4 separate regions of the Mus musculus genome follow, and regions 2, 3 and 4 are each linked to region 1. The links are chromatin contacts, called in public ChIA-PET and promoter capture Hi-C maps. All regions are on one chromosome and are shown on one strand. The core of a region is the stretch at or near the end of the contact, and the rest is flanking DNA. Distances in the headings are between cores, read along the strand shown.

Evidence for each region. Promoter capture Hi-C pulls out the DNA fragments that hold promoters and counts their contacts. ChIA-PET counts read pairs in DNA pulled down with a chosen protein or histone mark. Capture Hi-C pulls out chosen DNA fragments and counts their contacts.
Region 2: a promoter capture Hi-C map of adipose tissue shows a contact between it and region 1. The contact joins the promoter of 9330175E14Rik here to the promoter of Katnb1 in region 1. A contact is called at or near these places in 4 of 39 promoter capture datasets (hippocampal neurons, liver, neutrophils and 1 more), 1 of 115 datasets of contacts at active chromatin or transcription factors (effector CD8 T cells) and 2 of 9 other capture datasets (adipose tissue and liver).
Region 3: a promoter capture Hi-C map of stem cell-derived epiblast-like cells shows a contact between it and region 1, with 2.9 times the contacts expected there. The contact joins the promoter of Ndrg4 here to the promoter of Katnb1 in region 1. A contact is called at or near these places in 1 of 39 promoter capture datasets (stem cell-derived epiblast-like cells) and 1 of 484 Hi-C or Micro-C datasets (palatal mesenchyme).
Region 4: a contact with region 1 is called in an RNA polymerase II ChIA-PET map of memory CD8 T cells, with 7 read pairs. The contact joins the promoter of Cpne2 here to the promoter of Katnb1 in region 1. A contact is called at or near these places in 5 of 39 promoter capture datasets (fetal liver, hippocampal neurons, liver and 2 more) and 1 of 115 datasets of contacts at active chromatin or transcription factors (memory CD8 T cells).

What each region holds. Positions count from the first base shown.
Region 1 is chr8:95,078,706-95,084,499 of GRCm38.p6, forward strand. Katnb1 (katanin p80 (WD40-containing) subunit B 1) reads left to right here and starts at 2,496. Exons shown (of 20, transcript NM_028805.2): 1 at 2,496-2,599; 2 at 3,893-4,188. The coding sequence starts at 4,149.
Region 2 is chr8:94,431,443-94,437,236 of GRCm38.p6, forward strand. It overlaps 9330175E14Rik (RIKEN cDNA 9330175E14 gene), which reads right to left and starts at 3,661. Exons shown (of 3, transcript NR_015514.2): 1 at 3,394-3,661; 2 at 2,785-3,034; 3 at 1,685-2,704. It also overlaps a transcript of Nlrc5 not described here.
Region 3 is chr8:95,675,918-95,681,711 of GRCm38.p6, forward strand. It overlaps Ndrg4 (N-myc downstream regulated gene 4), which reads left to right and starts at 2,355. Exons shown (of 17, transcript NM_001372423.1): 1 at 2,355-2,466. The coding sequence starts at 2,430.
Region 4 is chr8:94,529,486-94,535,279 of GRCm38.p6, forward strand. It overlaps Cpne2 (copine II), which reads left to right and starts at 3,543. Exons shown (of 16, transcript NM_153507.2): 1 at 3,543-3,708.

The DNA of each region.
Region 1 (5,794 bases), core at 1,246-3,745:
AGCAACAGTGTATTCATATACACATAAATAATTAAAACAAGAAGGAGGAGGAGGAAGAGGAAGAGGAGGGGAAGGAGGAGGAGAGAAGAAGAAGAAGAAGAAGAAGAAGAAGAAGAAGAAGAAGAAGAAGAAGAAGAAGAAGAAGAAGAGAAAAGAAAAGAAAAGAAAAGAAAAGAAGAAGAAAAGAAGGAAAGAAGAAGAAGAAGGAGAAGAAGAAGAAGAAAAGAAGACCTTGCCTGTAATCTTCTCCAGGGCATGACACACTCAAGACAGGTCTCACAGCGGCTGTGGTTGCCTGTACTACCTGGGCCAGTGGTTAGGCAATCATGTATCAGGGAGGGACTCCTGGGGCTCTCTTCTTGTTGAATTACTGGCTGCTGCTGAATTCCGGTTGCGGGGCAGTCATTGTTTTCACTCAAAGATGAGCCCAGTAAGCTTTAATGCATAGTTCCAAACCCATGGTTAAAGCCAGGGGTGCATGCTCATGTGGTAGCCCATGCCTTTAATGCCAGCTCTTCATCTCTGTCAGTCCAAGGCCAGCCTGATCTACAAAGTGAGACCCTGATACAGAGGGAGGAGAGAAGAGAGAGAGGAAGGGTAGTGGGAGATCCAAGAGACAGAAATAGGATGATCTTAGAAGAGTCAAGTATGCCAAGAGTGCAGAATCTTGTCTGGTTCCTATAAAGATACTGTGCCCCGCCCCCCACATGTGTGGTGTGTGTGTACACATGTCCCATTGTATCACTATGCATTGTCCTCTGACATTCTTCACCTTATTCCCTCGAGTCAGGGTCTCTCACTGAACCCGTAGTTAGGATGACAACCAACAATCTTAGTAATCCTCTTGTTTCTGCTCCCTATAACACTGCTCCTTATAAGCACACATGCACCATGCCCAGATTTTTACATGGGTCGTGAGGATTTGAACTCAGGTCTTCATTCTTGCACTGCAATCACTCTTAGCCACTGAGCCTTGCCATTTCTCTTGGTCCTAGGTAGTTTGTATTTCCAGTGCTGGGGATTGAACCTAGTGCCTCCTACATACCAGTCAAGACTCTCTTATCACTGAGCTACATCCCCAGTCTTGTTCCTGCTTATAAGTTATGTGTATTGGGGATGGTGACAGTCATTTTAATATAGTCTGCATGTTAGAGAATGAAGTTATTTCAGGGGTGGTGACATTGGTTATGTGACTAAGGGCCCTTAACGATCTTCAGGCTCAGTGTTGCCATGACTGAAATGTCTTAGGATCTGTAATGTACATATAATTGTATAAACAAAGCAGATAAGGCAAAATGTGTCAAAATGAAGAATTTGACTTTTTTTTTTAAATAAAAAGTTGCGGGAACAGCAAAGTACAAAGTTTTGATCAAATGTTATTCTCCAAATCCAGGTCTCTTAATAATTACCCATTTCTACGCAGGGCCGACTTCCCATTAGGCTGGTGGGTGACTTTTGTTCCCGTAAAGGTTTTGCATTTAATAGGGACTTTGTGTGCCTTGCCTTTAAGAACAAAAGTTTAAGTCCTGGGTCCGATCTTCCAAATGTCTGGTCTTTTTCACCACAGCATCTGTTTCCTCGTCTAGAAATGGGAAATTCCTCCCGTTCCGGACTGTGTAGAGGAGAACGCCAGATGCAGCAGCCCCGACCAGAGGGGAGTGAGTGTAGGATAGACCAGAGTTGGAGGTTATTTCTGCAAAGGGCTGGGACCGAGTTTCTCAGTAAGGGGGGGACCCGAACTCATGGTGGGTTATGTAGCCTGTCCCCATCCCAACCTGTCTGTCCTGTCACAGATATTAGCCTTTCTCCGGTTCCGTAGTTTTACTTCCGCACGCAGGCGAGCAGACACAAGCCTAACTCATCCCACTGTGCTACTGTGATCTTAGGGACGAACTCCTGGGCTCGACATCGACCCCACTGTAACTAAGCTCTGTTTCCCTCGAGGTCAGCGAACTCCAGGAGACGTGTGGATCCAAGTAAGAGCCAAGTCCTCCCACTACGCGGGCGACACTCACAGTCTGAGGGCGGGGTCCTGGCAGCCCTGTTTCAATATGGAAGATCTGCAACTTCATACCACTCTAGAAGTCCCCTTTCCATTGGCTATCTCAGAGCTGGTTCTCCAATAACACTAACGTTTATTGGTCAATCCAGAGCTGTTGCTGAAGTGATTGGCGCAGCCGCCATCGGGTGCAGCTCGCGGATTTTTTAAACACAACCGGGTTCCAGGAAATGCAGGAAAAGGGCGGAAAAAACCAAGCCTGACTGGGGGCGGGACTAAGAACGCAGAAGCCTGTATTGGTTCTTCTGGGACCTAAGGGCGGTCCGTAAGCGCTTCTTTCTCGTGATTAGTCTGAGTCGGGGAAAGGAGGCGGGTAGTTACGTAAATCGGCGGAAGCGCTTGCTTCCATTGGTCAATTCTAGAGGAAGGCGGGGCGTCCGTGGCGACTGATTGGTGTAAGAAGTGAAGTGGGAGGGACTCTAGGCCGGAGGTTTTGTTGTGAGGGTCGGTTGTCAAGCAGCGACCAATCAGGGCAAAGGATGGAGGCAAGTGGGGGTCGCGCCTGGAGGGAAGCCTTGGCCTCCAGAGCTACAGCTGCAGGTAGAGTGGCTCTCGGGGTCTTGGAGGCAAAGGGAAAATGGCTCTAGTCTTCGCCGAGCCTGGAGGGGACAGTCCGGTCGCCGGCAGGAGGCTCTCGGCCAGGACAGGCTGGAGCCAGTGCCCCTCAAGGCAGACGGGAGGAGGGTCAAGCGAAGCTGAGGGACCGGTGGCAGGTTTGGGATGAACGAGCAGGACGGGTGTGTGGAGGCCGGAGAGGGAAAGCTGGTGGGCCGGAAGCAGAGCTGAGGGTGTGCGGAGGATCGTATTGAGTCGGGGCTCCAGAAACAGGAGAGCGAATGAATGGGGGATTCTGATAGCAGCGGGGCAAGAGAAGTAAAGAGGGTCTGGCGAAGCATGGCCAACTAAGGAAGCTCAAGATGTGCCAGAACGGGAGCATAGGCAACAGGAGAAAGAGAATCCAGCGAGAGAGCTCCTGGGCAAGAGGCGAAGGGCCGTGGCGGCGGTGGAAGGCTCCATCCACGCTGTGGCCTTTTAGAATTGAGGAGTCATTCCGACTCACACCTAGACTGGAGACTCAATTCCTAGCTATGCCCTTGAGAGTTGCAGGGAGTGGGCGTGGTTCCCTTACCAGGGAGTTGGTGATGGAGGAAGCAAGAAGATTGGACCCTCAGAATCCTCTCAACATCACCCCCTCCCAAGGCCTTTACTGTTCTCTCTCTCTCTCTCTCTCTCTCTCTCTCTCTCTCTCTCTCTCTCTGAACGTCTGCCTATCTCTCAGTCTCTCTGTTCGTCTCCGTGTATCTCTCTGTCTCTCTGCCTTTTGGATGCCTCTCATGGGCACCAAAACATAACCTCAGACTCCAGTGCCCCATCCAATACATGGGGTGCAAATCCAAGTGGACTGCAGTTATGTGATCCTCTCTGCCCCATAGCAGGTGCTGGGTTGGCAAGTTAGGACACCCAGCATCCAGGAGCATTACTGTAGGCCCCTGAGAAGTCAGTCTCTCCATCCCCTCTCCACCTACCTATGTCAGTCTGTCCTTCCTTCCTTCCTTCCTTCTTTTCTTTGAGATAGGAACTGACAGAGATCTGCCTACTTCTAGCTGGCCTCCTGAGTGCTGGGGTTAAAGGCGTGAGCCACCAGGCCCAGCTACCTAGGGAAGGTCTTTTATCTTTGGGCTCTTAAGTCACAGGTTTTCAGACCCAGTGTGCACTGCAGCTCCAGGCCCTGGAGGCTCTGGCTAGTCTGTATCAAGTGGCCTTGATGACCCAGGGACTTGTAACTCGTCTCAAGCAGTTCCTAACCCACCATCGCCTCTGCTTGCATTCTAGCCCAGTGTTGAGCTGAGATGGTCCAAGCCTGACATTCCATGATCTGGGATCCCGACCTATGTGTCCAGGCTGCTGCTTGATAGCGGATGATCTAAACCACCAGGCAGTCCTGGGCCAGGAGAGGCGGACTCTCTGCCTGGATGTGTGGGAACTCCCTGCCAACTTGATTGTCGGATCTGGGGGGGATCCACCCCCACCCCACAGAGAAAGCACAATCTGTTTTGTGGGTGGGGTCTCAGGCGCCACCCCCTGAAGCATGGCCACCCCTGTGGTCACCAAGACAGCCTGGAAGTTGCGTGAGTACTTTTCATTTATCACCCTGTTGTTTTGTAAGCTGAGTAGTCTTAGCCTTCAGCTCTGTCTCCTCTCCCTGGCACAAGAGAGACTCACAGTCCTTGTTTTCAGGTAGACAAAGATGTCAATCACATTGGGCAGGTGATTAAGCAACCCTTCCATACAGCAAGATAAGCACAGCTGTGCTTGGTACTTGCTCTGAGATTCAGGTGAGATCTGTCTGGTCAAGCTGAAGAGCGGAGTGTTGCGAGGAAGGCTGAAAGGCGGTCCAAGAACCCCAGACATGTCCCAGGTCCCTTTTCCTCCATCAGATGCAAGGATCTTGGGATGTGGATGGAGGGGAGGTTGCCCAAAGATGCTGGCAGGGCTCTGAAGTGAAATCAAGCAAAAATAGTTCAGAATTCTTTAGCCTAAACTCTCTTAGATTCTTTTCCTTTGTTGAGATAGGGCATCCCTGTAGCCTTTGCTGGCTTGGGACATGTTCTTCTGCCTCCTGTGTGCTGGGATTAAAGGACTGTGCCACAATGCCTGGCTCTTTCATTTTGTTTTTTTGTTTATTTGTTTGTTTGTTTTTCTTTTTCTTTTCTTTTTTTTTCGAGACAGGGTTTCTCTGTGTAGCCCTGGCTGTCCTGGAACTCACTCTGTGGACCAGGCTGGCCTCGAACTCAGAAATCTGCCTGCCTCTGCCTCCCGAGTGCTGGGATTAAAGGTGTGCATCACCACTGCCTGGCACCTGGCTCTTTCACATTCCTAAACATTATTGACGACTCCAAAAGGCTTTCATTTATGAAAGTCACACTTACCCATATATTCTGTTAGAAAACAGTACTGAGACAGATGTGCACTCAAACCTGACAGGAGTGACGATGTCATCACACGTGTGTCTTCTCAACGGCTCCTCTGGAGCGAGTGAGAGCACCCAAGGCAATACCATCCTAGCATTTCAGACAGTAGCTCCGTTCTTTCGGATCCTCTAAAAGGCTCTGGAGGATCCCTAGATCAGGCCTGGAGGACCTTCATCTCACCTCTGTGGCTTTCTCTCCAGCCGTAGCTGGTTGTCGTAGGTTTGGTGTGCTGTCCCCGGGCTGTTTTCAGGAGCAGATGAGGAGACTTTGGGCAAAGCTGTTTTGGTGACTCAGTCTCCTCATTGAGAGATTGAGATCATTTTTAAGTTGTCCCCCAAAGCTGTAAGGTTCTGGGAGGACCCTGTTCATGGCAACTTTTGGCAGAGTAGCTTTATGTCAATTGGCATTATGCATCTTTAATGGCTTACCCTACCTGAAGGTAGAAGCTGATGCGAGGGAGCAAGTGAGGGCCAAAGTATCCAAGGTCACTGCATAGTGGGAGCTCAGCCCGGAGAGAGCCACAGCTGTCTGTTTCCAGTCCTGCTCTAATTCTGAGTGTGCGTGCTTGCATGTGCTTGCGTGTGTGTGTGTGTGTGTGTGTGTGTGTGTGTGTGTGGTCAGTTAATTACTGATGAGGGTAGAGGGTGCATGAGCAGCGAGTGCAAAGGCCCGAAACAGGAAGCTTTATATGTTGGAAAGACTTACAGGAAATCACAGAGCTTTCACACATCAGCAGGTGAGAAAGGGTTACCATGGAAACCTA
Region 2 (5,794 bases), core at 2,411-4,910, 650 kb before region 1:
ATTGCCTGGAGGCTATGGCTCTGCTCTTTCCAGACAGCAAACAGTGCTTCCCCCAGCCAGGGCTCTGAGCAGTACATCTTCTCATCTCTGGTCCGTAGGCTGCTGGTCTGTAGGCTGCTGGTTTATTAGGCCTTAGGTAAAGGGGACTTTTTTTCCCAAATGAAGGACCCTTTCTACCTCCTTGGGGTGTGGGGATCCACTTGTCTTACAGTCACCTAATATTTCCATCTGTAAGTGTAAGGTTAAAGGTTCGAGCCCACTTCCAGGTTTGAAAACCTATCAAAACCCGCCAATCCCTGATCTTGAAATCCCACCAATCCCTGAGCTTGTCTTGAAATCCCACCAATCCCTGAGCTTGACTTGAAATCTCACCAATCCATGCCTTGGAAATCTCCTGTGGACACACACACACACACACACACACACACACACATACACACACAAAGAGGTCTCCTGTTCAGTTCCCTGTATTGTTGCTGCTTACCTGAGCAATAGCAGATACCCTCTTGCATGAGGTTTGTTACACAAACCTAACTGCCAAGGAATATCTTAGCCTTAAGAGCAGCAACAGTTGCACTGGGGAAATGTTCCCCCTCAGAGCAGAGCTGTTCCATTGGGGAAGGCTTTTTCTTCAGAGCTGTAACACTTGCAGTAAGTTCCCAGTGAAGTGTACTCTGTCCAGGTCTCCGTCTGTTCACCCTTCTTCAATCTTCTGGCACTTTGGGCCAGTTCTCACACACAGGGACCCAGCTCTCCAAAGTGGATAATCATGCAAGCCACCAAAGAAGAACCCTATGTACTTTAGCCAAGGGAACCTGGTATTCATGGTTTTCAAGCCATTGGTTGAGCTGCTATGAAAAGTCTTTCCCTGGGGAGATGTGAACAGCATCTATCTTCCCCTCCTAATTACAACCCAAAAGTCCGTTTCACCACAGTTCTCCCCGGGGAACCAGTGAGTTTATTGTACTTTCTTACTTACAGAGCACAGTGACCCCAAAGCAGCTACACTGGAAAGTCTCCACCCAGCATGGACGATGGCTTGATGGCTTCCCCAGAGCTGTATAGGTGGAGCCTTCCCCTCTAGTTCTCCCCAGCCTATATACTCTTGCCCTGTCTAGAGGCCTCATGCAATTAGGGCAGAATTGCACACAAGTGACTGGGAGGAGTGGCCAGAAACTCAGGAGAGGGTCTAATGTCCTAGTCTCATGAAGATGGCAGCATCTGAGCTCATAGGATACCTTCATAACACAGACCGAACACAGGGTAACTCTGGGGAAATGGTTCTCTCAGAACCCTTATTGGCAGGCCTGTTTCCACAACAGGCATGGAACTGGGTTTCCGATCCGGTGTTTCTCATTGCCATTATTGTGTGACCTTGACATCTCTGGATGAGACATCTAATGAGATGTTAACCTCTGCCTGGATCCTTCATGGGGCTGTGTGGGTTTAAGTACATCTAAATATGGCCCGTGCTTGTCTTTCTGGGTGGTGGCTACTTGTCTGTGTCCACTGAAAGCCCTCTGTCAGCAGGGAAGGATGTAGGTCCAGCAACACATAATGGTTGGGAGAATATGGGGTGAGCCTTACTGTTGGGCTGTAACTCTTCTCACACTAACAGATGACAGCCCACCATGTACCACAGGCTGGGACTCCACCATGTGACAATAGGAAACGGAGGCTGGCTAAAAACAAGGCATCTATTTGTAAGAGGCGAGCCAGGTAAGGTTGGGAAAGCTAAGAGTCACACATAAGTAATCAGTCAAAATAATAATGACTCCCCCCCACACACACTCTTGCCTGTCAAGAACTTTCTAGATTTCCGGCTCGGTCCCGGGAGGGAGGAGGTTAGAAGGTCACAGGAATTTGAGATCCAAAGAAGGGGACTAACGTAGAAGGATTTCTTAAGAGTTTTGGGCACACAGCACATCTGCTCTAACTTCTTCTGAAGGAATTGGAAGGTGCTCCTTCTCTGGTCCTCAGGACAGATGACAGAACTGAAACTCAGAGTCAAGACTTTTGTCTAGGGCAGTGTTTCTCAATCTGGGGGACCCAACCTCTGCCAAGTCAAATGATTTCATTATGATTCGTAACAGTAGCAAAATTACAGCTATGAAGTAGCAACGAGAATAATGTTATGGTTGGGGGTCAGCACAGCGTGAGGCTGCAGTATTAAAGGGTCCCAGCATTAGGAAGGCTGAGAACCACTGGCCTAAGGTGATGTAGCCAGCACTTAAGAGGAGGACTTGAGCCTGAGGTTTGGGGGTCATGGGTGTGCTGATGACCCTGCCCTACAGTGCTAATGCACTGTCTCCCCATTCCTCCCCCAGAGCATTCTGGGAAAGTTGCTTCACTGTGGGATGTCACAGAAACCATCCTCAGGAGGAGCCTGGCCTCCTGTTCTGGGACAAAGACAAGAGGCAGGGCAGGTTGTAGAACTTGGAACAGAGACAGGAACTTTCCAGGGCTGACGCTGGCCCTGTAGTCCTTTTCTTACCGCCCACCTCTTTCCATCCCTTATCCCTGCACCAAGCTTTCTTCTGTAGCCTAGGCAACCCTTGCACCCAGGGACCAGCAGAGACACACCTGGAGGCCGCGCTTGTCCAGGTCAGGTCTCAGGTGATGAGCCGCTGTCGCCACTGGACCCTGGACCCAACTCCACGAAGTTTTGCTCAGTGGCTCCTCCTGCCTTCATCCTACATCGTCTCTGGGAAGTGTAGAAAGAAGGGTTGTGCGGGTCCTGCTGCGCTCTGGCCCCACCCACTTCCTGGCAGATGCCCACCTTACCCAGTCTCAGTAGTCAGAGAGGCATGTCCCGCTGCGATCTCCAAGCCGCGGCGGGTTCCGGGCACGCTACTCGCGCGCCCTGGGGCTGGCACTTTGAATCCACGTGATTTCTCGGCAGCGGCAGTAGAGTCTATGAACTAGCGAACAGCGCCCGCTCAGTGGCCACTTTCAGTTTCCACAGAGCGCGGTGGAGAGGGAGCTGAACTGGTGAGTTACCTGCCCAAGCCGGGGCGCGGAGGGAGATCTGTGCCTAGAGAGAGGAGGGGGTGTCAGGGGCTAGGTGGATAGACAAACGGACTGAGGGGCCCGGGTGGGTTGGGGTACTGGTGGCTTAGCAAAATGCAGTCGGACACTGTAATTTGGGGACCACAGAAATTGGAGGGAGTGGCTCAGTTTGGGAAAAAACTTTGTATGTCTGTGCGCCCCCTCTCCTGGTGCCTGCCACACTTGTCATCCCCCACCCCCAACCATACTTTCTTCTTGTTTTTTTTTTTTTCTTTTCAATGCCTTTGCTTTAATAATAATCCAGAAGCCGCCCTGTTTGCTACATATAATTCTGAATTTTCAGCCAAAACAACAAAACAAACAAACAAACAAACAAAACCCCACCTTTTATTAGACAGATAGAATTTGGCTGAACCGTAGCAACTTGCTGTTCTATAGAGGAAAGCTGCGTTCTCTAAGAGTTGCCAACCTCAGGTCGGTGGCTTCTGGCTACCAACATTGTGTTGGAACAAATACTAGATATTAAGGAATGTACAAAAAGACAGGGATCTTTAAAAACAAAAACAAAAACAAAACAGAATATTGTGTTTTAAAAGAGAACGATGTTTCTTGAATGTCCATCACCTGTATTTCTAATGATCATTGAAACTTTCCAGTCACAAGGGTAAGCCTGGGCAGCCTTTTGTCCCTGGCCTACCACAATGCCACGTGGGGTTTAAACCATTTTTTTTCCACTCAGAAAAGCTGAGCTGGGAGCTCTGGGAGGTTCCTGGAGAATTCTGGGTCTTCAGTACTATTGGTATATATTGTCAGGATTCTTCTGAAAAGGGCGGGAGGGGCTTCATACAGAAAAGGTATTTTGAAAATTGACCTTCATGATTGGGGGAAAAGGCTAGAAAATGACCAAAGGTGGGTGTAGCTGAGCCATACCTGCAGCTTTCTCTTCCTGAATCGCTTTCTTGCAAAGAAAGGAAACCCGGAAACCTGCCAGGTTCCCTCTGGGATGTAGCTCAGAGACAGGGCAGACCCTGGTTTGAGTCCCCGGCGCCACAAAAATAAGGCACCAGGCCTGAGCTCCCACCAGAGAACAGAGTGGGCGGGAGTGACTGGAAGTTCATAAGGCCCCTCATGGTGTACTGTCCACAGACCAGCACCAGCAATTATGCCTTGCCTGCCCTGCCTCCAGGACCAGCGCCCATCTGTCTTGGAATAGGACCTCTGGGTGCTCTCAATACTGTGCATCATGACCATGAGTTACGATTTCAGATCTTGGAAGGTTGGTTCCCCATCTATAGTACAGACATTATGTTCAAAATTTATCTCCTGAATCGAGTGAGACGAAATAGAAACAATGCCTCGGCCACAAGTGTGAGGAGCCTGGGGTCCTGATGGGACAAATGCCGAAGCTAAGGGAACGCCTTAGTGCCTTAGTCTGCTTAGTCCGGTCTGCCCAGAAAGCACAGGTTGGCCTGATCTCAGAAGCTAAGTATGCTTAGGCCTAGTAAGCACTTGGTTGGGAAAGTCTGCCTAGACCTGTTCCCGGACCAGCCCGAGGATAGCAGTACCTGGTCAATGTCTATGTGCTCTCTCTCTCTCTCTCTCTCTCTCTCTCTCTCTCTCTCTCTCTCTCTCTCTCTCTCTTTCTCTCTTCCCTCTAGAAAGAGTTCAACAAAACTCTGTAGATTCTCTTCTCCCATATTTTGTGCTGTGTGTTGGGTAAAGAAGACATCCCCACTGCCTCTGAACGTGACCTTATTTGGACACAGGGTGACTGCAGACACTTAAGATGAGGTTGTAGGGTGGGCCCAGTAAGACTTCTGCCCACTAATAGAGGCGATCAGCATATCCACATAGATACCTCAGGAAGGCGGCCATCTTGGGGAGGCAGAGACTGCAACTACAAGCTGAAAGACAAAAATCCCAGCAACCAAAGTGTCCCAATCGGAAAGAGGAAGGCCCCTTTACTAGCATCCTCAGAGGATGCAGACTGCAGAGAATAAAAAAATAAAAAGCCATTTCTGCCAGCGCTTGATGGAACTTTTGTTTTTTTAACCACATCTGATACATCATCCCAGCATCTCTCCTCTACCACCAGCAGAGAATTGTGGCAAAAGAGATGCAAACACTTAAGTGTTGGGGGAAGGCACGGCTGAGAGGGCAAGAGATCTGCCTAGCTTCAGAAGATTCTGGGTTCTATCCTTACTACAGAAGACAAGCAAAAACCTCTTTGTAGGTGTTCTCAGGATGCAAAGCATCGTCTCTCTTCACCAAATATGTTTCTGTGAGTGTAGTTGATAGCCTTTAATGCTAGCACTTGGGAGGCAGAGGCAGGTGGATTTGGGAGTTCGAGGCCAGCCTGATCAACAGAGTGAGTTCCAGGACAACCAGGGCTACACAGAGAAACTCTGTCTCGAAAAAACCAAAAAAAAAAAAAAAAAAAAAAACAACCCAAAAACAAAACAAACAAACTCCTGTTTCTGGGTCCCTGAAAGTGGGTAGAGGCAGCATGACCCCCATTCTTTTCTTTAGGAGAGCCTTGAGTCTTCCATTCTGTGGATCTCGGAGATGTGGGTAGCAGGCTTTGTGATTCTGGTCACCTGTGACTTCGGATTCTTCCCTTTCTCTGTCACTGCCTCAAATCATAGCATAGACACACCCATTGCTCCAGATTGCTCGATCTTCCTGATGACCTCATATGGTGCTCCTCCTAACTCTAACTCAGAGAGGCACTGGCCACCCTCTGACTGACTCACCCATGACTCTTGTTGAAGGGTAATTACAAGAA
Region 3 (5,794 bases), core at 1,105-3,604, 600 kb after region 1:
GGACACACACGCCCCCATCATTCTTACACAAGTCTTCTGGGCTCAGCACTGTCCCAGCTTCACAGAGGACGAAGAGGCTGGAAGAGAGTCACATGCTAGACGTGAAAAAATAAAAATAAAGTGCTTGAAAGCGCTGGTCTTCTACCTACAGAACCCTAGCCCAGGGGAAGAAAGATATTACAGAGAATGTTCATTCTGTCACCACAGACTGCCTCACCCCAACTCCCTTCACAAAGGAAGACACTAAGACGGAGGGGTTCCCCAAACGTGCAGAAACTAAGCTTCTGAGCTTGCTGCTTTGGTCTCAACACAAGACCCTCCGTTCAAATCCACGTCGCTAAAAGGATCCGTATCAGCTCAGGACACCCCAAGACCCCGTTTTCACAAGAGGGATGTTTGATTTGCCCCAGAGGGACAACAGGCAGCAGTGGGTGGGAGACAAAGACAGGAGATAGAGGATGAGGGAGGAGGGGAAGGGGAAAAGGAAGAGGAGGAAGGGGAATGGTGTGTGTGTGTGTGTGTGTGTGTGTGTGTGTGACAACATGGGGCACAAAGGACTGTCTCTGGATAGACAGGAGACAGACGTGGCCCATAGGAAAATGGCGGTTTATAAAGGTAAAGGGGGAACCCTGTGTTAGGATGGGGTGTTTAATTTTAACTGGGCATGTTAATTAGGGCAGCCAAAGGGGACTTTTGACTGCTAGACTTCAATACTTTGATAGCTGGACCTCAGCCTCGGGAGGAGGAAGTGATCAAATACAGGACTAGATCCTGATGGCACGCTTTTAGGAATGTAATCTAGTGGGGGGTTTAGCAAGGCAAGGAGAATGCGGGAGAAGGGCAAGGCCAGCCAGTCATGTCTGCCTTGTTCCGGCTGGTTAGAATCCCTTCAGCCACAAGCTGTAACATAAACAGGGGTTGCGTGCCACACCTGCAGCCATCAAAATCTCAGCGGCCTCCTCAGCGGGCAGTGGGGTTAATTTACTGCTGCTTCAGGTGTGGCCACCTGAAGCCGAGGCCTAAGGGCAAAGCACCTCTTACAGAGGCAGCAAAGTCAGAAGTGTTGTGGGCTGGCTTCTTGTGACATGCTCCTTCCCCGCACCCAGGGCCTCAGAGAGATCCTGATCTAGTGTACTTTCTCTGTGAGCCATCAAGACAGGAACCCAGAGGAAAAGGTAAGGGACACACAGGGCCTGAACGGAATGAGTCACCAGGACCTCTTATCTCGTCCCAACTTCGGGGTTGGTGATGCTCAGGGTTTGGGGAGTCAGAGAGACTTCAGGGCCTCTGACCCTCCTGAGGAACCAGTGAGATCGAGGAGGATAGAGTCCCTTTCCTTTCCTGCTCCGGGAGGGTGACCTGCAGGGAATAGGTTGTGGCCACCGTGTGGGTGGGGCCCTGGTGGGGACAGAAAGAACATCTTAGCCAGGAAGTTGCCTGAGTTCCTCAGAAACCTTCAGACTTTGCAAACAGGGGGAATGTTGGCTCCTGGACCACTGAACCCCAGCTTCTCCCCAACCTCCCCAGGGTGTCCCCTCAGACGGATGGGTGGGGACTGGAGGGGAAGAGAGGTAGAGGTGGTGGGAGTGAGCCAAGGTTCCCCGTGGGAGTCTCTGGCGCTCCCCGAGAAACGCTGGACAGAGACGGGACCCTCTTTGGGAGGTCAGGCGCTGCAGATTGCATCTGGGCCCCGGCCTGTGGGTCTTCTCACCGGGCCTCCCGCCCACTCCCACAGCCCGAGACAGCCCGAGACAGTCCAGCTCCAGCCACCAAGCGGGACGCGCAGCGCGCCCCACGCCCACCCACCCACGTGGGCACGCCCCCGCTGCGCGGCGCCCCGCCCCCAGCTCCCGGGGCTCGCTCGTGCGGGGAACCTGCACCGCTCGTGGGTGGCGGCGGCGGAGGCGTCCAGGCCCGGCTCCCGCCTCCGCGACCGTGTCGCTCGGCAGCCTGGGTGAGTCGCCGCGCCCTCACCCCTGGGATCCCCTCTCGGCGCAGCCACACCGCAGTCCCGCACCTTCTCTCCACCACCCTCACGCCCTGGCCACCTTCCCTCCCCCCGCCCCCCACGCGAGGGCGACGCCCTGTCTCCCAGCCTTCTTGGCTCGGATCCCCCGAGACCGCGGCTGTCGCCCGTCCGGCCGCGACGTCTGGGGGCGGTAGGCGTCTTTGTTCGCGAGGGGCCCCTCCCGCGCGGTGTCACACTCCCCCCCCCCCCCCCCGGCGCTCACCACGGCCAGGTGGCGGCGGGTGCCTTTTGGGGTGCGCGGCTGTGCCATTGGTGGATTTTTTTAAACCCTGCTGGAGGGGGCGGTGAGCGCACCGCGCTACCGGCTGCTGCTCCCGCCGCTCCCGCTATCCCGCCGCTCCTCTCTGCGGCTACTGCGCGCCTCGCCCCGGGCGGCCCAGCGCGCTCCACCGTCGCCAAGATGAAGGTGCTGGGACACAGGCTCCAACTGCTGACAGGTACCGAGGCTTGCCGCTCGCCGCTGCCGCTCTCCGACTTGGAGCGGGTTCGGGGCGCGGTGGCCCGGGTTGGAAGGGGCGCTCTCGGGTGCGCGTTCCCAGTTGAGCGAAACCTGAAGCATGCCGGGCTCTACTGAGCCGCGAGCGCCGGCGTCTGGGAGGGTGGAGCTCCACAGAGGCCCCCTGTGGTGTCCCGTCGACGGAGCTCCGATTAGCAACCCCAGGGGAGCTCCGGAGTTTTCCAATCAAATATCCCAAGTCCCCAGAGAAAGCAGCCCTGGGCCTCCTGGGGGAGCTGGGAGAACCTGTGTAAGGGCCTCCTCTTTTCTGTGATGGTCAGAGCCACCTTTCTCTCTGGGAAGAAGTTTCTTGCTGGAAGTAGAGTCAAGTGGACTAGGAAGATGGGAAGCTAGGTTGAACCGTGATGGCTCAGGCCATCCACCTTGGGCCCGCTCTAGAGAAGAAATTAGATGTCCCTCTGAGGGCATCCTGGGGCCAGTAGCTGGAATGCCTTGGAGAAACTGGATGCCTAGAGGAGATGGGAAAGGGAGCAAGGACAGAAGCCAGGTATCTATCGGAAGGTTACATGTTCCTCATACATGAAGTCCAGCATCAGTGGAGGCTTCCGTTCTCAGAGGGGAGGTGGGCACCTGGGCTGGAGGGAGCAGCCCCTGTCCAGATCTCACTGGACCATGCTGAGCCCTTGTCAGGTGCACACCCATGTATCCCTAATGAACATATTCCAAGAGATGCTTCTCAGCACTTGGGGTCCTGCCGCTGTAAGGTGAGGAAGGGGTTGCTCTGTGTGTGTGTGTGTGTGTGTGTGTGTGTGTGTGTGTGTGTGTGTGTGTACACTCAGGAAATGGAATGGGATATGGGGTAGGGATCTGAAAGGACCCAGAGATTAGAGCAAGTGGCTGCCTTTGAAGACCCAGACAGTGAAAGTAGAACTTTCTGTTCATGGAAAAGGGAGGTCACGTTCTAAGCTGGAGGAACAAAGGGTGTTCTGCATGTGCCCTAGAGTCTTGAGTGACTTAGTCTGGGAGTGGCCTGGCCCTGGAGGGTGTGTGTGTGTGTGTGTGTGTGTGTGTGTGTGTGGAGTGGTGGTGGATGGAGGTATAGGCAGGAAGTAGGCCAGGTGAAGGTTTGGGCTGTGAGTGTGTGCGAGCATGTATGTGTGCAAGCGCGTGTGTGTGTGTGTGTGTGTGTGTGTGTTTGTGTGTGTTGGGAATGGTAGTGGATGGAGGTATAGGTGGGAAGTAGGCCAGGTGAAGGTTTGGGCTGTGAGTGTGTGTGAGCATGTATGTGTGCAAGCGTGTGTGTGTGTGTGTGTGTGTGTGTGTGTGTGTGTGTGTGTTGGGGTGTTATAGGAGGAAAGTAGGCCAGATTCGGGTTTGGGCTGTGTGCTAAACCACAGTGGGTCTTGCTGGGCTCATAGAGAAAGGCAGGTGGAGATTTGCTGGAGCCTGGGAAAGCCTGGCGGGTGGTTTTTGGCACCTGCCATTGCCCTTCAACTTTTCCTTATTGCAGTCACCTGCAACAGAGAGCTGCAGCAGGCTAGCCCCACTCCCCACCTCAGACTGGAAGAGGGATCTGTAGAGGCTGGGATTTGGATTTATACCTGGAGGACAGAGCCAGGTCCTCTCACGCCCATCTGGCCCTCAGAGGGAATGGACGATACCCTGTGAGGGTCTGGAGATTGGAGTCCATGTGCAATGTTCCCTCAGGCCCTCATTGTGCTGTGGCAGGCTTTCTGAACCTCTGGCGGGGCTTCCAACAGGACTCTGTCACTGTCAGAAGCTGCCGGTGTAGCAGCCCCAGCTGTGGGCAAGCCATGGTGTTGTGAAACTGTAATCCTGGCACCCAGGAGGCTGAAACATGAGCATGGCGAATTTAAGGCCAGCCTGGGCTATGCGGTGAGCTCACACCCCTTCTCCTTCATGCACCTGCCTCCCCCCCCCCCATCACCACCCCCAACTCCTTGTGTCCTCTTCCTGCCTCATAGGTTTGGATTCAAACGCCAGCCACAGCTGGTTGTGATTTCAAACAAACAGGTCGTTTAACCTTCATCTCATTCATAAGATGGAGGTTAAAGACACCTAAGAGATATTATGGGGCCTCCTGAAACAGAGCAAGTAACATATTTGATTGGAACCATAGAGGTCTATCTCCCCTCTGGCTCCTTTTTCTGGTAATGAAGGATTCTACCTGCCTTGGCGCATTGGCTTGTAAGGACTTGGGATCTGCCACACACACTCCACATTACCCCTGCTCACAGGCAACTGGGAGATGTTTTACTTATCTCTATGGAGCGATGTGCAGGTAACAGGGTGATTACTGTGCTGAGAGTTCAGCACGTGCTCAGTACCTCTTGGTTTGCTCTAAGCTCATGCATCCTGCTCATTGGCTGTGTCCCCAGGATGCTCTTGGAGAGGACTCCAGATCCTTGCCCTAGGAGGTGGTTTCTAGTAGTTTTTACAGCATCCGTCTTACCATCATACCTATTTGCCAACAGGATTGGTCACTCTCCCACATATGAACAGCTGAGAGTGGATGAACCTATGTCCTACGTGAGGGATGCACCCATGGCCTTCTGCCTGCTCAACTGTGCGCTGGACTAAACCATTGCACACTTCATGTGAGCATGCTTATCAAATGTTGCAGCATCTGGTAGCATCTCCCTTTGCCTCTGAGCTCATTCCTCAGTGCTCTGAGGGCTCCTGTCCCCTCCGGGATATCCTAGCCCTCTTATTGGGTTCTCTGCACAGCAGACCTCTTTGAGATATATTTCTGGGGAGCTTGTTTAGGCCTCAGTTTCTCTCATGCGAGGTTGGACCCTAATGGCCTGATGTCCACAGCAAGTGCCCCTCCTGTGGGGATCAGAGAATGCCATTGATTTGTCGTGCCTGGGCCCAGTGTCCTAAGGAAAACAGAAGACAACCTGAGGTTCCCAGGTGGCTGCTGCTGCTTGTGGAAGCTTCCTGACTCCCTGCATGGGGTCGGGGGGTGGGGGTGGGGAGTGGGTCTTGCCACAGATGAAGAGAGGCAGCAGGCAGTTTTGACCCCAGAGGATGTGAGTTTCAGGGGTCTTCTCTGCATCTCTGTTCCTGGGCAGTGCTGGACTCTGAGCTCCAGACTTGTTAGCAGCTTGGGGTGGAGAGTCAGACCTCAAAAGTGGGAAAGAGCGACCCACAGTGAAGGAGTCTGGCCCAGTGTCAGTCCACACACAAGTGCCTCCCAGCCCTCAGGGGCCGGCCTGGTGGCTTAGTGTAGTTGGCCATTTTCTTTTATGTGTTGGATGTGGCAGTGGGACGTCTGTGTGTTTGCA
Region 4 (5,794 bases), core at 2,293-4,792, 550 kb before region 1:
TGTCGGAGTTCTGCTTCAGCAAGCCTGAGCCTCCTGGGGCTGGCATTCTGCATTTCCAAGGAGCCAAAAGAGACCCTGGGGTTGTCCTAGGCTGGGGATCAAAGTAGCCTGCAGGTCTGGGTGTTCTGCAGACAAGAACCCCCCTCCCCATATGAAACGTTCCTGTACTCCATCTAGGTTCTGTTTTGACCACACAAAAAAGAACACATCCAGAGTTTACAGGAAAAAACCACTCAGTGGTCAGCTTGGGGACGATCACCAGGCAGCTTAGGTCCCATGGATTGGTCACCAGTAAGTCACAGTGGGTGGCCAGCCATCATCAACAGTGAAAGGAAACCCTCCTTTGGCTATGGCCACACCACCCGAACACTTTTGATCCTATCAGGGCTTGAGGAAGCTTTCCCTGTAACGGCAGCCAGCAGTGGTCTGAACCCAAGCAAAAACTGCCTTCACTGAGCCTGCATGATCTCAGACCAAGCTTTAGGGTACTGGTACACACACGATAATCCTAAGTCCCTCTGTCCCTTCCCCTCCCACACACTTGCCTGGCAGGTACTCAGGATATCTTTGGCTTACAAACACAGGGAAGGGCACAGGCCACCTGGGTTAGTCTGAGCAGTTTGGCCAGGCAACCAGCACTAGGGGAACAAACCCCAGAAGCATGTGCTGAGTTACATGCGCCCCACAGGAGCCTTTTATGGGGTTCAGGCCTCCAACTGTACAGAAAATTCTCTAGACTCTCAAGACACAGGCGGCTTCACTTTCACTGTCTGCATCTGGCATGCAGTGAGTGACTCTAACCTGGGACCAACACTTGACCTGTGTCTCCTGACCTCTGCCCTCGGCTGGAGGGCAGCTTTATGGAGATATAACTGTGATGGTTTGTGTATGCTTGGCCCAGGGAGTGGCACTATTAAGAGGTGTGGCCTTGTTAGAGTAGGTGTGACCTTATTGGAGTAGGTGTGTCACTGTGGGAGTGAGCTTTAATACCCTCCTCTTAGCTGCCTGGAAACCAGTCTTCCACTAGCAGCCTTCAGATGAAGATGTAGAACTCTTAGCTCTGCCTGCACCATGTCTGGCTGGATGCTGCCATGCTCCTGCCTTGATGATAGTGGACTGAACCTCTAAACCTGTAAGCCAGCACCAATTAAGTGCTGTCCTTTATAGGAGTTGTTTTGGTCATGGTGTCTGTTCATAGCAGTAGAACCCTAACTAAGACAATAATCAACATGTATGACGCTTGCCCTTTAAAGTATGCATGCCTTTTGGGTTTCTGTAGAGTTACACAACTGTTAGTCAACTTCTCGTCGATGTGAAAAACAGTTGTGAAAAGGAGGATTTCCTCTGGCTTGTAGTTTTGGCTCATGGTATGCTGGCTCTGTTACTACTGGACATTCAGGAAGACAGAACATCACACCTCGTGATGTTGAGAGAGATCACATCCTCAGGGGCATGACTGGGTAACTTTCCTCTAAAGTTTCCAGTACTTCCCAGTAGTGAAATGATTTATAGAGTAAAATGTCAACACATGAGCCTTTGGAAACATTCCAGATCCAATTCTTACTTTTGAAACCTTTTTTCAGGATTTATTTATTTATTTAACGCATGTGAGTACACTGTCCCTCACTTCAAACCAGAAGAGGGTACACCAGAATCCGTTACAAATGGTTGTGAGACACCATGTGGTTGCTGGGAATTGAACTCATGACCTCTGGAAGAGCAGTCAGTGGTCCTAGCCACTAAGCCATCTCTCCAGCCCTGAAACCCTTTTTTCTTCCCTCCAAGAAACCCTGTATCAAAGAGCAACCACATCCATTCTCCCTCCCAGGCCCGGATGACTAGAATCCCCTGTCTACCTCTGTGGCTATGTCTCTTCTGGTCATTTTCTAAAATGGAATTATCCAGTTGGCCTTTTATGATGAGCTGCCTTTGAAACTATCCCTACTTTAATATGTCAGTACTTTCCCTGGGTGAGTAATATTCCACTGTGTGGACTTTGCACTGAACTTTCCCCTATGAACTGCTGGTATATATTGGATCTTGCCCACATTTTGGCTCTAGTGAACTATGTCTATAAGTTGAGCTAGAATGTTTATTGAACTGCAAGCATTCATGCTCAACTTTTTGCTTGAACAAACATTTTCATTTCTCTTGGGTAGGTACTTAGGAATGGAATTGCTGTGACCCCTGACCTTAGTACTCTGCCCTCCTGACCAAGACCTAGTGACATCTTTTCCCTCCCCTCCCCTCCGTACCCACCCCCCCCCAATCGCCATATTCTTCTGGGTTCTTAGAAAAGTGCTGGTCAAGTCCCACAGCTGAGTTGGGTCTCTGTGCTAATTGCCTTTCATCCTGAACTTCTCATCCATCTACTTTTCTACCTGCCATTGCTTCACAGTCTGGAAGAAGACGTTGCGGTCCCCATTTTCTACCTCTGCTCTAAGTGGCGCCACAGGTTGCTTTGTCCCAGAGCTGAGCAGAGGGCATGGAGGACTTTCTGCGCAAGAAGACGAGGAGAATCTGGAGAAAAGCAGAAAGCTCCGGGGACAGGCAGGCAGAGAGAACAAAGCTCTGTGCCCTAGGGCTGCTTAGTGGGGGCCCTTCTAAGGCTGCAAAGTGCCTGTGACTCAGAGGTGGAGGGAGCTCAGAGCTGCAGCGTGAGTCTCCCGCATTAACTCTTATCTGTCTGGAATAGAAAACCTACAACCTCAGTGCAAGGCTTTACCGCTCAGCCCCACAATCCCGAGACTTGTACACCAGGGCCCAGGGCTTTGGCCATGCTTATTAAGACCTCTGGACAGCCATGTCTCCCCCTACACCTCCCACAACAGAATCTGGTTAAAAGAGCTTCCGTGTGGTAATGTCCAGTGGTTTACTTGCTCCGAGGGTACAAAATACCACTGAGCGACCACCAGCTGCCCAGCGACAAAACAGTCCCTTAAGAACTGGTGCCTCTGGTTCAAAAGCTGGCTGCACAGAGGGGAGGCCTCAACTCTCCCGTTGATCCCAAACCCCACTCCGAACGTCTTTATCTCATCGTCTTTGTCACGGGAATATGTGTCATCTTCCCAGTCTCAGGCGGCAAGAAAACGCTATTGAAAGAAATTAAAAAATATATAATAATAAAATAAAAAAGGAAAAAAGAAAACACTGCGGTTCTTGTGCGCAGCTCGGAGGCAAGTCCTGGGCGTCTCCCCGAGGATTCCGTGCTGAGCCCTGCGCGCTTTAGGGTGAGAGCCGCGGGCGGCGCCCCGGGGGTCTAGCGGACCAGGAGATCGCACCCCCGGGTCCCCGCATCTTGAACTGGAGCGCAACGCGGGGAGCTCGGCGGTGCCTGACGCCCAGAGCGGCGGGCCCGGCGCTGGGTGCGAATTCGCGGCATCGCTCGGAGTGGCAGCCTGCTGCATCCAGGTCCTCGCGGGCCACCAGCCGGGAGCGGGACAGGCTCCGGCTTAGCCCGGAGAGCCGCCCCTCCAGGAAGCGCCCGCCTCGCGCCCGCTTCCCGCCCACATCCTCCCTCGACTGGAGGGAGGAGCCCGCGCCGCAGCCGGGGCCCGAGGAGGGCCAGCCCCAGCCCGGGCGAGCGCACGAGTGGGTACGGCCGCGCGGGTAGCGCCCTGAGCCTGTCCCGCGCCGCCGCCCGGCCGACAGCACAGCGCCCGGGGATGCCCCGGCGGCCCGGAGCACGCTGAGGCTGCGGAAAGCGCGGTGAGTGGGGTCCGCGGCGAGGGCGGGCCGGGCACTGTGTGCGCTCAAGTTCGGCCTGGGGCTTGGAGGGGGAGTGGGTTCAGCCGAAGGGACTCCGATGTCCCTGGCCGCCGCCCCCCGCAGCACGCCTGGGGGGGGGGGGCTCAGCTCCCACCCGGCCACGCGGGGGCGCCCGTCTGCGGGGGGCGGCTGGAGGATGGGCGGCTTCGGGGACACTGGCTAGCTATTTAGGAGACCCTCTTCCACCGTTAGATGTCTAGAGGGCGGCTGTGGGCTAGCGATCGCAGCCGCCAGCACAATTGTTTGGAGGCGAGCGCGCCCTTTGATCCCACCCTGACCAGGACCTGGCGCTACTCGGGATCAGCTCTAGGGCCGACTCCCTGCTCCAACTGGGGAGAAGAGATGGGGAATAGTGCCGGGCGGCGTTCCAGAAGTCGGAGTGTGTTTGCAAACTAGTTTTTGCGCAAAAGCTGTCTGGCACCTGTGTGTTTCAAGGGGTGGAGGAGGAAGCGAGAAGCCCTTCTTTTTTTCCCCATCCCCACAATGGTGCTCCTGGGAAAAATAAAGGAGACTAATGTTCCTTTTTCCTTCTCTTCCCCTCCCTTCCCGAATCCTGTCTTTGGTACAGCTGACTAGTCTTTGGATAAGGGGCTACCTCAAAAGGAGGCTGGGAGTGCCCAAGGTCACAGGTGCAATAGCAGTCCGGAGCTGGGTGGCCATTCAAAGGGTCCTCCTTGTACTCTGATTCTTCCTGCCCTATAAGAATTCTGGGGGAAGGGGAAAGGGGAAAGGCCTTTGAGAATTAGCCCAGATGCCCTTTGTTTTGTCTGACCACAGACCACCATCATGTAGGGGTGTGGAACTGTCACGCAGAGATGGGAAGGGGTATTATACTGCCCCTCTCAGAGATAGAAAGGAGTATTATACTGCCCCTGGAGGTGTCTACCGCATCTTTGTTTGGAGGCATTGTTGCTAGGCAGGCTTCCTGCTGAGAATTCCCTAGTCCAGGGTTAGGGTCCTGCTTTCCAGCCTGGGGAGATCCCCTCCCTTTGCCTTCTTCCAGGCAGAGCTAAACTCTTCCAGAATATAGCTCCCTCACCATGGGCTCAGAAGGGATTTGACGTGGGCTCGTCAAAGTGGGAGGGCCTGGTCATCCTTCCTTCTTGTCAGGAAAGCTGCTGTCCAGGAGAAACAATTTAAGGTCCCTGATGCTTCAGGATTGCAGTCAGGGCCAGAGGTGCCTACTGACTCCTAGCTCTTTGCTTGCTGACTTCTGGTCAAGTGGCTGCAACTCCCCTTGTGAGGTCAAGAATGCTGCCTTTTGCATTGGATGAGAGCCCTTCTCCCACAGGAAGGGAGGCATTTTGGGTTGGGTTGTCATTTCTAGTGGCCTGTGAACAGTCCCAATATGGGAGTTGTGAGAGACTTACCTGGCCTTGAACACCTTTTTGTGACCGGAAGTGGGATGGTGGTCTCAACTGTGTATTTCCAGTTTCTGTAAAGTAGGACCGTCTCCTGGGCCTCCTGGAAACTGACCAGACACAAACACTAAAGCGAGAGTTTATTGCCACCTTGGCAGGGGGCCCAGTGAACTCTGGGGCTGTCCTCAGATGATAATGAGCCCCTGGAATGGGAGAGTTCATCAGATGCATTTCTGCATGGAAAAACCAGGGACAAAGGCTATGGATGCTTGAGTTCTCTGTTGCTTCCTGCCTTCCTGCCTTCATGCCTTCACACACACACACACACACACACACACACACACACACACACACACCCTTTGGCTCTGGGTGTTTTTCCATCTGTGAAACGAGGGCCGACGGCAATACCAGCCCATTTGCAGAGCCAGTAGGAAGGCTAGGGCCAGGAAACGGGGCAGGTATTCTTACACGTGGAGAGCTCTTCATGAGGGTCTGTGATTGCCTTTCAAGCCCTCCCCCAGTGCCGTAAGAATTAAAAACCCTCAGGGGACCACGTGAAGAAGAGGGTCAAAATGGAGCCTCAGTTTATCTGTATAATAGTGAGGTGTGCGTGCACTCTCTGTCCCCCTCTCTTTCCAGGTAATTGTGTGCTTCCTTAAAGGTAG